Regions from separate parts of the Hordeum vulgare genome. Here region 2 is linked to region 1. A link is a contact called in public Hi-C data. All regions are on one chromosome and are shown on one strand. The core of a region is the stretch at or near the end of the contact, and the rest is flanking DNA. Distances in the headings are between cores, read along the strand shown. Region 1 holds the start of LOC123449437 (sulfate transporter 1.2-like). Region 2 holds the start of LOC123449438 (low affinity sulfate transporter 3-like).

What was found. Hi-C and Micro-C count contacts between places; a contact is called where the count stands out from the background.
Region 2: a Hi-C map of seedling shows a contact between it and region 1, with 4 times the contacts expected there. The contact joins the promoter of LOC123449438 here to the promoter of LOC123449437 in region 1. A contact is called at or near these places in 4 of 6 Hi-C or Micro-C datasets (leaf and seedling).

Annotation. Positions count from the first base shown.
Region 1 is chr4H:550,023,001-550,027,286 of MorexV3_pseudomolecules_assembly, reverse strand. It overlaps LOC123449437 (sulfate transporter 1.2-like), which reads left to right and starts at 2,868. Exons shown (of 12, transcript XM_045126667.1): 1 at 2,868-4,286. The coding sequence starts at 3,793.
Region 2 is chr4H:550,213,518-550,217,636 of MorexV3_pseudomolecules_assembly, reverse strand. It overlaps LOC123449438 (low affinity sulfate transporter 3-like), which reads right to left and starts at 2,631. Exons shown (of 12, transcript XM_045126670.1): 1 at 1,945-2,631; 2 at 1,606-1,654; 3 at 1,285-1,492; 4 at 979-1,153. The coding sequence starts at 2,289.

The DNA.
Region 1 (4,286 bases), core at 1,619-4,118:
TCCAACGCTATGGGAGGCATGGGTGGCTTTGGAGCACCCTCCAACGCTATGGGAGGCATGGGTGGCTTTGGAGCACCCTCCAACGCTATGGGAGGCATGTGCCTCGACGCCATGGGAGGCTTGGGTGGCTTCGGAGCCATAGGAGGCATGGGTGGCTTTGGAGCACCCTCCAACGCTATGGGAGGGATGGGTGGCTTTGGAGCACCCTCCAACGCTATGGGAGGCATGGGTGGCATGAGTTTTGCTTCTCTCATGGGAGGCATGGGTGCACCTCCGGCCATGGGTGGAATGTCTTTCGATGTGCCTCACACACATGCCCATGAAAATGCCATTGAAGATCTTGCCAAGACCGTCGGAGCTACACGTGATGCGGTGCGTGATGAGGTTAGGGAGGAAGATTCATCTTCGAAGGCGGAAGAATCGTCTTCGAAAGACGAGGAAGATGGTTGATGTGTTATATGTCTTCAACTTTGTTGGATGAACTTGTATTTTGAACTTGGTTTGCATTTTGAACTTGGTTGGATGAACTTGTGGGCATGACTTTTATTCATCAACTTGTTTGTGTTAAATTTCACATGTTCATTGCATTTTGATGAATGTTTCAACCTATTTTTTGTCCAAATGCCATATATTTGGGCGCTGCTGGAACGGCACGCGCGCTGCATTTTAAAGCTGCTGCTAGAGCCAGCACTGCGCGACGCGCCAAACCAGGCAACCAGCGTGCGGCAAACATGCTTTTTGGCGCGGCGCGAAGCGCGGCTGTTGGAGATGCTCTAAAAGGGTCCAAATAAGGGTCCAAATAAGAACGGTAATGCTGTCATGCTTCACCCGCAAAAAAAGAAGGGTACTGTTGCCATGCAAGTCTGAAGAAATTGTTACCCTCCTACAACTAAAATTGTTATAAAAATATTCGTAATTCCCACCCCAATGAATGCTTTTTTTTTTTTAGAGAAACCGCAGTGAATGTTGGCCAGCTAAGAGTGTCAAAATTATAACGCACCGTGCGGTTGTCGACAGTACAGCAGCCTACATGCAGTCCCAGTGAAATACCAGCCTCTTAAACCCGTGAATATGGAGCAAAGTCAACGTGGCAACAGGTGGTTAACTCCCATCCCGTTCTTCACGCCCGGGCTGCCTCCCCCACCAGGTTCATCGAACCTGGACACGGTTTGACTCTCCCTCCCCTCTCTCTTTTCGCTTCTTCTTCCTCCCATCTTTTAAATAGTGATGAAGGAGCTGTCGTAGATCTCCTGACCCACAATCGCGTCCACGTTCGGAGCGACCCTCCACCATCCAATCTGCTGGAAGGTATAGTCGGAGTAGAGCACCGGTGGGGCCCAGGAAAAGCGAGGAGGAAAAGGTCTGGAGCTCCACGAAGGTGCTCCCAGAGGAACAGCACGGTAAGAAGAAAGACCACTTGTTCCTTCTTTTCGATTTCTCTCCATATTTTTTCTCTCTCTTTTTGCACATCTCAGCAGGGAATAAGCCCCACAGAAAAGCTGTTTTTCGACCGCGTATTCGTAAAGGGTTTTAGTCCCTGCCTTTCTTTTATCACCTCCTCTCTGTTCTTTGGGTGACTGTTTTCTTTCTCGGGGCATCAGGGTTCAGTCTTCAGTGATCTAGATGATTTCCGGAATGTTAAACAAGAACTGTTTTCCTTTGATTTCTATGATGATAGGATCACTGGATCAGACACTACAGTGACTTATTCTTATGTTGTTTATTTTTATCTTGGGTTTTGACCGGGGAGTTTTATGTGATTTCCCAGTGTTTTTCATGAACGAATACTTCCATTTTATCATGCGCGCACTCTAAAAAACTGCCATTCTATCATGCATGGGCATGGGTGGAATATGATCTACACAGAGCAGTTACTGTGTCGCTCAACATTGTAGATGCTCCTATCCTGAAACTGTATTGAAAATAGCAGAGCACACTGGGCCACCACTAGAATGGAAAAAGGCTACAGCTGCAACGTGTGCTTAGGGCCAAGGTTCGTCCGCAAGCGAGTGATGAGAGCCACCGAGAGTGCAAGGAAGGAATCTGTTAGGCAGAGAAGCGCGTAGGTTGGCGCTGTGCATTTCAGGGCCGTCCACCATGTCGCCCAGCCTCATCGCATATCGCTTCTTTGACCAGGTTCATGCAATCGGCAGACCGCATTTTCCAAAAATACTACGAGTATTGGTTAATTAGGGAAGACAAAGAAAATAAACCAATATAATCGAGCTATTATTGCGACGACTAACTGTGTCGATCTGCAGTCTGATCCTGCACTTCTGCTGCTGCAGATCATGTTCAGATGGTGTGTAACTAGAGTTAACAACTGCATTATTGGGGCCTGCAACCTGCCTAGTCCAGGAGACAGACTATATTATAAGGTGTAGCATGCCATTAGCAGTGGAACTTGCACATAACTAGGGTTAGAAAAATCTATTTTTGTTCCCTTGATGACTGGATCAACTGTTTTAGAAACAAGGGGTCCTCCTACCGATTTCCGTTGAAGAAACCGCCAACTAGTTCAGTACAGCAGTACATCAGAATAAGAAGCAAAAGAAAGAGAGATTCTCGCAAACTATGCTTGTGTAACACATGCACAAACATAGGGCAGGCTAGAAATAGCCGCAGGCTAAAAATTGCAGTGGACGGTGCTCTTCTGAATCCTTAAGTTTCTGTATGGCTTCACAAGTCATAACACATGCATTTGGGTAAGCCTAAATGTTAAAATTGCACAAGTCTGGGTCCCTTTATGTCTTATACTTTCTATTCATTGGATTTTGATTGCGCATTAAGCCAACGTGTGCATGACTCGACGGTCCAGGAAGGAAATCGTTCCTTTTCAGCTAGAAAAACTGCCAACATTTCAAAACTGTATTTGATGAAGATTGCTACCTGCTAGCATATCTTAATAAGTTTCCCATGTAGGAATACATAACATACACCCATTTGCTCAAGTCCACTCTGGCCCATATGAGTTTTCTTCAATCACATTCAAGCACACACAGAGAGCTGAAACCCAGTTTCATTGTTCCTTCTGTCACCTGTCGCTGAAACCGTTTGATTGTTTACGCAGAAATGATTTACAAGTTCAGCAAGTGATGAGCTGTGAGAATAACCTATTCATTAGGGTAGGCGTTCCCCGCGCTATGTTGAATGTGGTGCGATTTTCGACGCAGATGCATAATTTGCAGCTTAACTTATCTCTTGGCCCTCCAATTAAAATATAGGAGTTGACCTTCATCACAGGCGCCGGAGCTTCTCTGCATCTATATATAATGGACATTCCCTGGCTTCTGAAAAATCACCACAAAGCAGCAGGCCTTTGTCTTTGTGGGCTGAGTTTCTCCAGTAGTCATACACTCATACTTGTGTATGTTTTCTTCCTTTCGTCTATTAGTTCTTCATTCACGGTGAAGAATGATATGCAATGATCAGTGGTGTTGGCTGCTTCCATTCTTGATATATATTGTTGTTCATGCATATGAGTTTCTGATTCCTTCCTTCAGTTCTGAAGAAGACCCTTGGTCTTGGTTTCCTTGATGTAATTTGTTTCATTCAGTTCAGAGCTTAGTTGCACCATGCATGTAGAGGGTCATGCATGTCCATGCATGTCCATGCGTGTGTGTATGCTTTATTTGATTATTAGTACTAATGATTTCTCCGTCTAAATTACATGGAGAGTTCGTTTACATCTAACTTCAGTTCTGCACTAATATATGTTAATTATCTCACTCGTTGCTTCATCTTCAGGCAAACGTATCCGTCTGCACATAGGCGCACGCAACGTCCGCAAGAATGCCGAGAACCGTGTCGGACGGAGGCGAAGATTTCGATGGCGACGTCTGCAGCCAGACGGCGTCGCAACGTCACACCGACAGCACCCACCACCACCATGGCTACAAGGTCGGGTTCCCGCCGGCCAAGGGCGTCTTTGCCGAGTTTGCCGAGGGGGTGAAGGAGACGTTCTTCGCCGACGACCCGCTGCGGGAGTACAAGGACCAGCCGAGGTCCAAGAAGCTGTGGCTCAGCCTGGTGCACCTCTTCCCGGTGCTGGACTGGAGCAGGAGCTACACCTTCGGCAAGTTCAAGGGGGACTTGGTCGCCGGCCTCACCATCGCCAGCCTCTGCATACCTCAGGTAGCTGGCCGGCTGTTCTTCTTGCATGCAGCAATCACGGTACAGTTGGTTGGTTTGTCCACTCCGGCATGCGTTCTCATGGTGTCTACTCTTATCTTGCACCAGGACATTGGTTATGCCAAGCTTGCCAACCTGCAGCCACATGTTGGACT
Region 2 (4,119 bases), core at 1,382-3,881, 190 kb before region 1:
AGTTCACATTAATCACATTCACAGGAAACTAAGCACGCACGCGGTGTGTTTGTCCGAATAGTGGTTTCCAAAACGCTAAGAAACAGCATGCTGTTGTACGTCCGCTAAAGCCTGGCGGTACCGTACTGACAAGCTGCATTTTCATTGCAGGCATTCAGTGCCCGGTGCCGTACTGTCAAGTTGAATAGTGTTTCCAAAGATTCAGTCTGGCTAATTGTCTTTAGCTCTAAGCTTCTACCTGCGCTCAGCTGCTCGTGAACTCCCTTTTAGTCAATGTTTTGTATGCACTCCTTAGACCAGCTGCTAAAAGTATTGTGCAAGAACAGAAGGTCTTTGTTCGTGTGATCAGATCACACAACTTAGCTGGGGCCTTTTATTTCCCGGAAACTGATCCCCATGACCTATTTTTAAATATACTAATAATAACTCTCTGATTCATATTAGTTGTCAGTAAAACGGATGTATCTAAACGTACTTCAGTGATAGATACATCCGTTTAAGCGACAAGTAATACGGATCGAAGGGATTAATACTAATAATTGTAGTGGATCCAAGCACCGAATTCTCAACAAGATGCGCCAAAAGCTGTTTGAGGTTACGACACGAAAAAAACCAGGTGAGAAAAGGGCGGTTTGTGCGCTTCACGGGGTTGCCTGGGAAATTAAGACCGCATTTGTCCCTTGCTGCCAATACCATGCATGTGGCATATCGCAGAGAAGACGATAGGGACGAGCATTTCTATCTGGCATAAGTTTTGGTTGCACCTCGACCATCCCTTTTCTGAAACCTCCCAACCATCTAATAAGTCCAACTGAGTACAGCATATATAATGAATAAAGCAGGCAAGAAAGCGACGTTCATATTTGACTTAAACCGGCTTTATTTTGTTCCATTATCCGTTAATCTTGTTACCGCGTCAGCCACTCAACGTGCGCGGTGTAAAAAAAAGTTTAGGGTTACATCGTCGGAGACACTCACGGGGTCGTGGAGCGCGGAGAAGACGGCCTTGGCGACGGCGACCACGTCGGTGCTGTTGGTGAACCGGGAGAGGCCGAGCAGGCCCTTGAGCTGCTGCAGCCCGATGACTATGGCGGCGCCGCCCATGAACCCCACGATGGCCGCGTGCGACAGGAAATCCACCAGGAACCCCAGCCTGCAGTGCACACACACCCACACACACACACACTCGGTCAGTCAACTGCCGGTCCATGGTTGAAAACGGAGAAGAGCTGCACGTACGTGAACTTTTCATCAGAAATGAACACTGTGAATGATTGTACGTACCTGAAGAGGCCGAAGGAGACCTGGAAGACGCCGGCGAGGAAGGTGACGGTGAAGACGAGCGTGCGGTAGGTGACCGGGTCGACGGCCGGGTCGACCACCTTCTGCACCATGGACGACAGCAGCAGCGACACCACCGCCACGGGCCCGATGGCGATCTCCCTCGACGTCCCCATCACCGCGTAGATCAGGGGCGGGACGACGCTCGTGTCTGCCGATGCCGCCACCAGTACATGTCACAACGTCGTCGTACCAACAAGAATTCAGCACGGCACGGTGGAAACCAAACAAAAAGTTATTTCAGGCGAGGGAAATGATGCTTACAGAGCCCATACTGCGGGTCCAGCTTCGCTAGATTGGCGTATCCAATGCTCTGCACACAGTGGATGATCAATCAGCATGTGAGACAGACAGATCGATACGGAGGAGCAGATTGTTACTGTGAACATCAAGATATATATATATATATATATGTCCAGTCAAAAACTACCCCTGGTATAGATGATTAACGTTCCTTGCTCATGCCGTCAGTCGCTGACCGTGTCGTCAGCCGATCACAGAAGCTAGCTAGCGACTACGTATGCGTGGAACAAGAAAAACGGAGGCGAGCGCGTGCGTACGTATGGCATCATCGATCACAGGGTGTTGGAGGGTGGCACGTACCTGTGGGATCCCGAGGCTGGCGAGCGTGAGGCCGGCCATGACGTCGCTCCGGAAGGACTTGAGCGTGTAGGTCCTGCCCCACTGCAGCACCGGGAACACGGCCTGCAGCGCCGTCAGGACCCACGCGAACCGCGGCGGCCGGCGGTCACCACCGGCACCGCCGGTCCCGGCCCCGCGCGGGCGGAAGGCCTTGCCGACCACGCCGACGAGCTCCTCGCGGAGGCTCGGCGGCCTGGGGCTGTTGAGGACAAGGCCGGCCGTGTCGGGCCGTCTGGACACGTCGAATGCCGACGACGGCACCGTGACGGCCGTCTCGAGTGCTGCTGGCGCGGACGACGACTCCATGGCGGACGGTCGGTCGGTAACTGAAGTGTTTGGGGGAACTCCTCCTTCCTTCCTCGGTCTTAAACTTAAAGGGGGCTCCTAGCTGCTGGATAGATGGAGGGGAGAATCTCTCGAGGGTGAGGTGACGCGGCCGACGATCGCAGCTGGTAGTAGATTTAGATTTTCCTCTGGCGTAAACATCACCGGCGACGGGTCACGGTCCTCATGGATTGCGATGTGATTCTTGGGAGGAGGTAGACGACACCCACGCGCATATGAGCCCCTGGCCTCCAGAGAAAATTCGCTCTCTCTCTCTCTCGGGGGAGGAGGAGGAGGAGGAGGCGGGGGGATGCGTGTGTGCGGCCGTGCAGATGCAGATTGAGATGTTGGGTGCTATATATGGGTGTTCGGTAGTGGTGCCATGGACAATGCTCAGAAAGCTGGCCACATGCATCTCGGTGGGCGGCACTTTCACTGATTCCTCCATGATTGGCTCTGCTGCTGCTGCAGCATCTTACTCGTACTGCTAGCTCCTCCCGTTGCAGCTAAACCAGCCAGTGTAGGAGGATAAATGAGCACTAAGGGTAACCACCTGTATTCGGACTGCACGGTCACGGCCGCTAAAGCCATCCATTATGAATGGGCCAGTGCTCTTCGCCTGCGCGCCTGCCCAAACTTTTGAACTGCCGCGCGCGGGCCGCACGATCCACCAACTCCACGCGTTCGCATCGTTGGATCTTCATGCAACATTTTTTTTCGATGCAGCAAAATGCGACGGGATGCAGTAATTTTTTCAACGGTTGCAAAAAAACAAAATTTGTAGCAAAAACATATCTACGTGATCGTAGCAAAAAAACGAAGCTGATGGTGCGTGGTAGTAAAAGTCAAACGCCGGTTGTAACAAATATCTACGTGAACGTGTATGCAACTTTTTTAATGAACGGTTGCAGCAAAAAATAATGCCGGTTGTAGCAAAACTTAACACGGTTGTAGCAAAAGTAAAAAAACATCGATTGTAACGAAAATCTGACGAACTGGAGTTGCAACCAAACGTATATGCAACTTTTTTACTGGACAAATGTAAAAAAAGAAAACGCTTGCATCAAATATGACGCTGATTGCAACAAATTTAGACGAAAAATGTTGCATGCCCAGTCAACGGGGCACCCGTGGTCGCGTACGGCCGGCCGAATGGTTCGCGGCGCACCGGCCAGAACGTTTCCCTTACGAATGTGTATCGGTCCGTTAGACGGTTCGAACGTGCATTTTTGTAAATCGGAGACAAAGTGAAGGGTGGGAGAGTTTGCGGACTCGTGTGTGTGCGCCGAGAAATCTACTCCGGCCATACGTCTGTTCACTAGCCGGCCGACATTACACTAGTAGGAAAAACCTTATAGGTAGGAGCCTATTAGTAGCGCTGAAAAATAGCAAGCGCTGATGCTACTTAGCAGTAGCGCTGGAAACACAAAGCGCTACTGCTAACGTCTTTAGCAGTAGCGCTGGCCCTATTGTCAGCGCTACTGATAAAAAGGGCCCAACGAAGCCACCCGCAGTAGGTATAGTAGCAGCGCGGGGCTTAATCCAGCGCTACTGCTAAGGTCCATAGCAGTAGTGCTGCACTTCATCCAACGCTACTGCTAAAAGAGGACCAACGAGGCCACCGACAGTAGCTGTAGTAGCAGCGCAGGCATTGTAAAAGCGCTACTGCTAAGGACATTAGCAGTAGCGCTCCTTCTGAACCAGCGCTACTTGAACCAGCGCTACCTCTATGTTGAGTTAACACCCCACCGCGGGCTCAAAATTTCCTAACTCCCCCACCCCCGTCTCCTCTATCTCAAGCCGTCGCCGCCT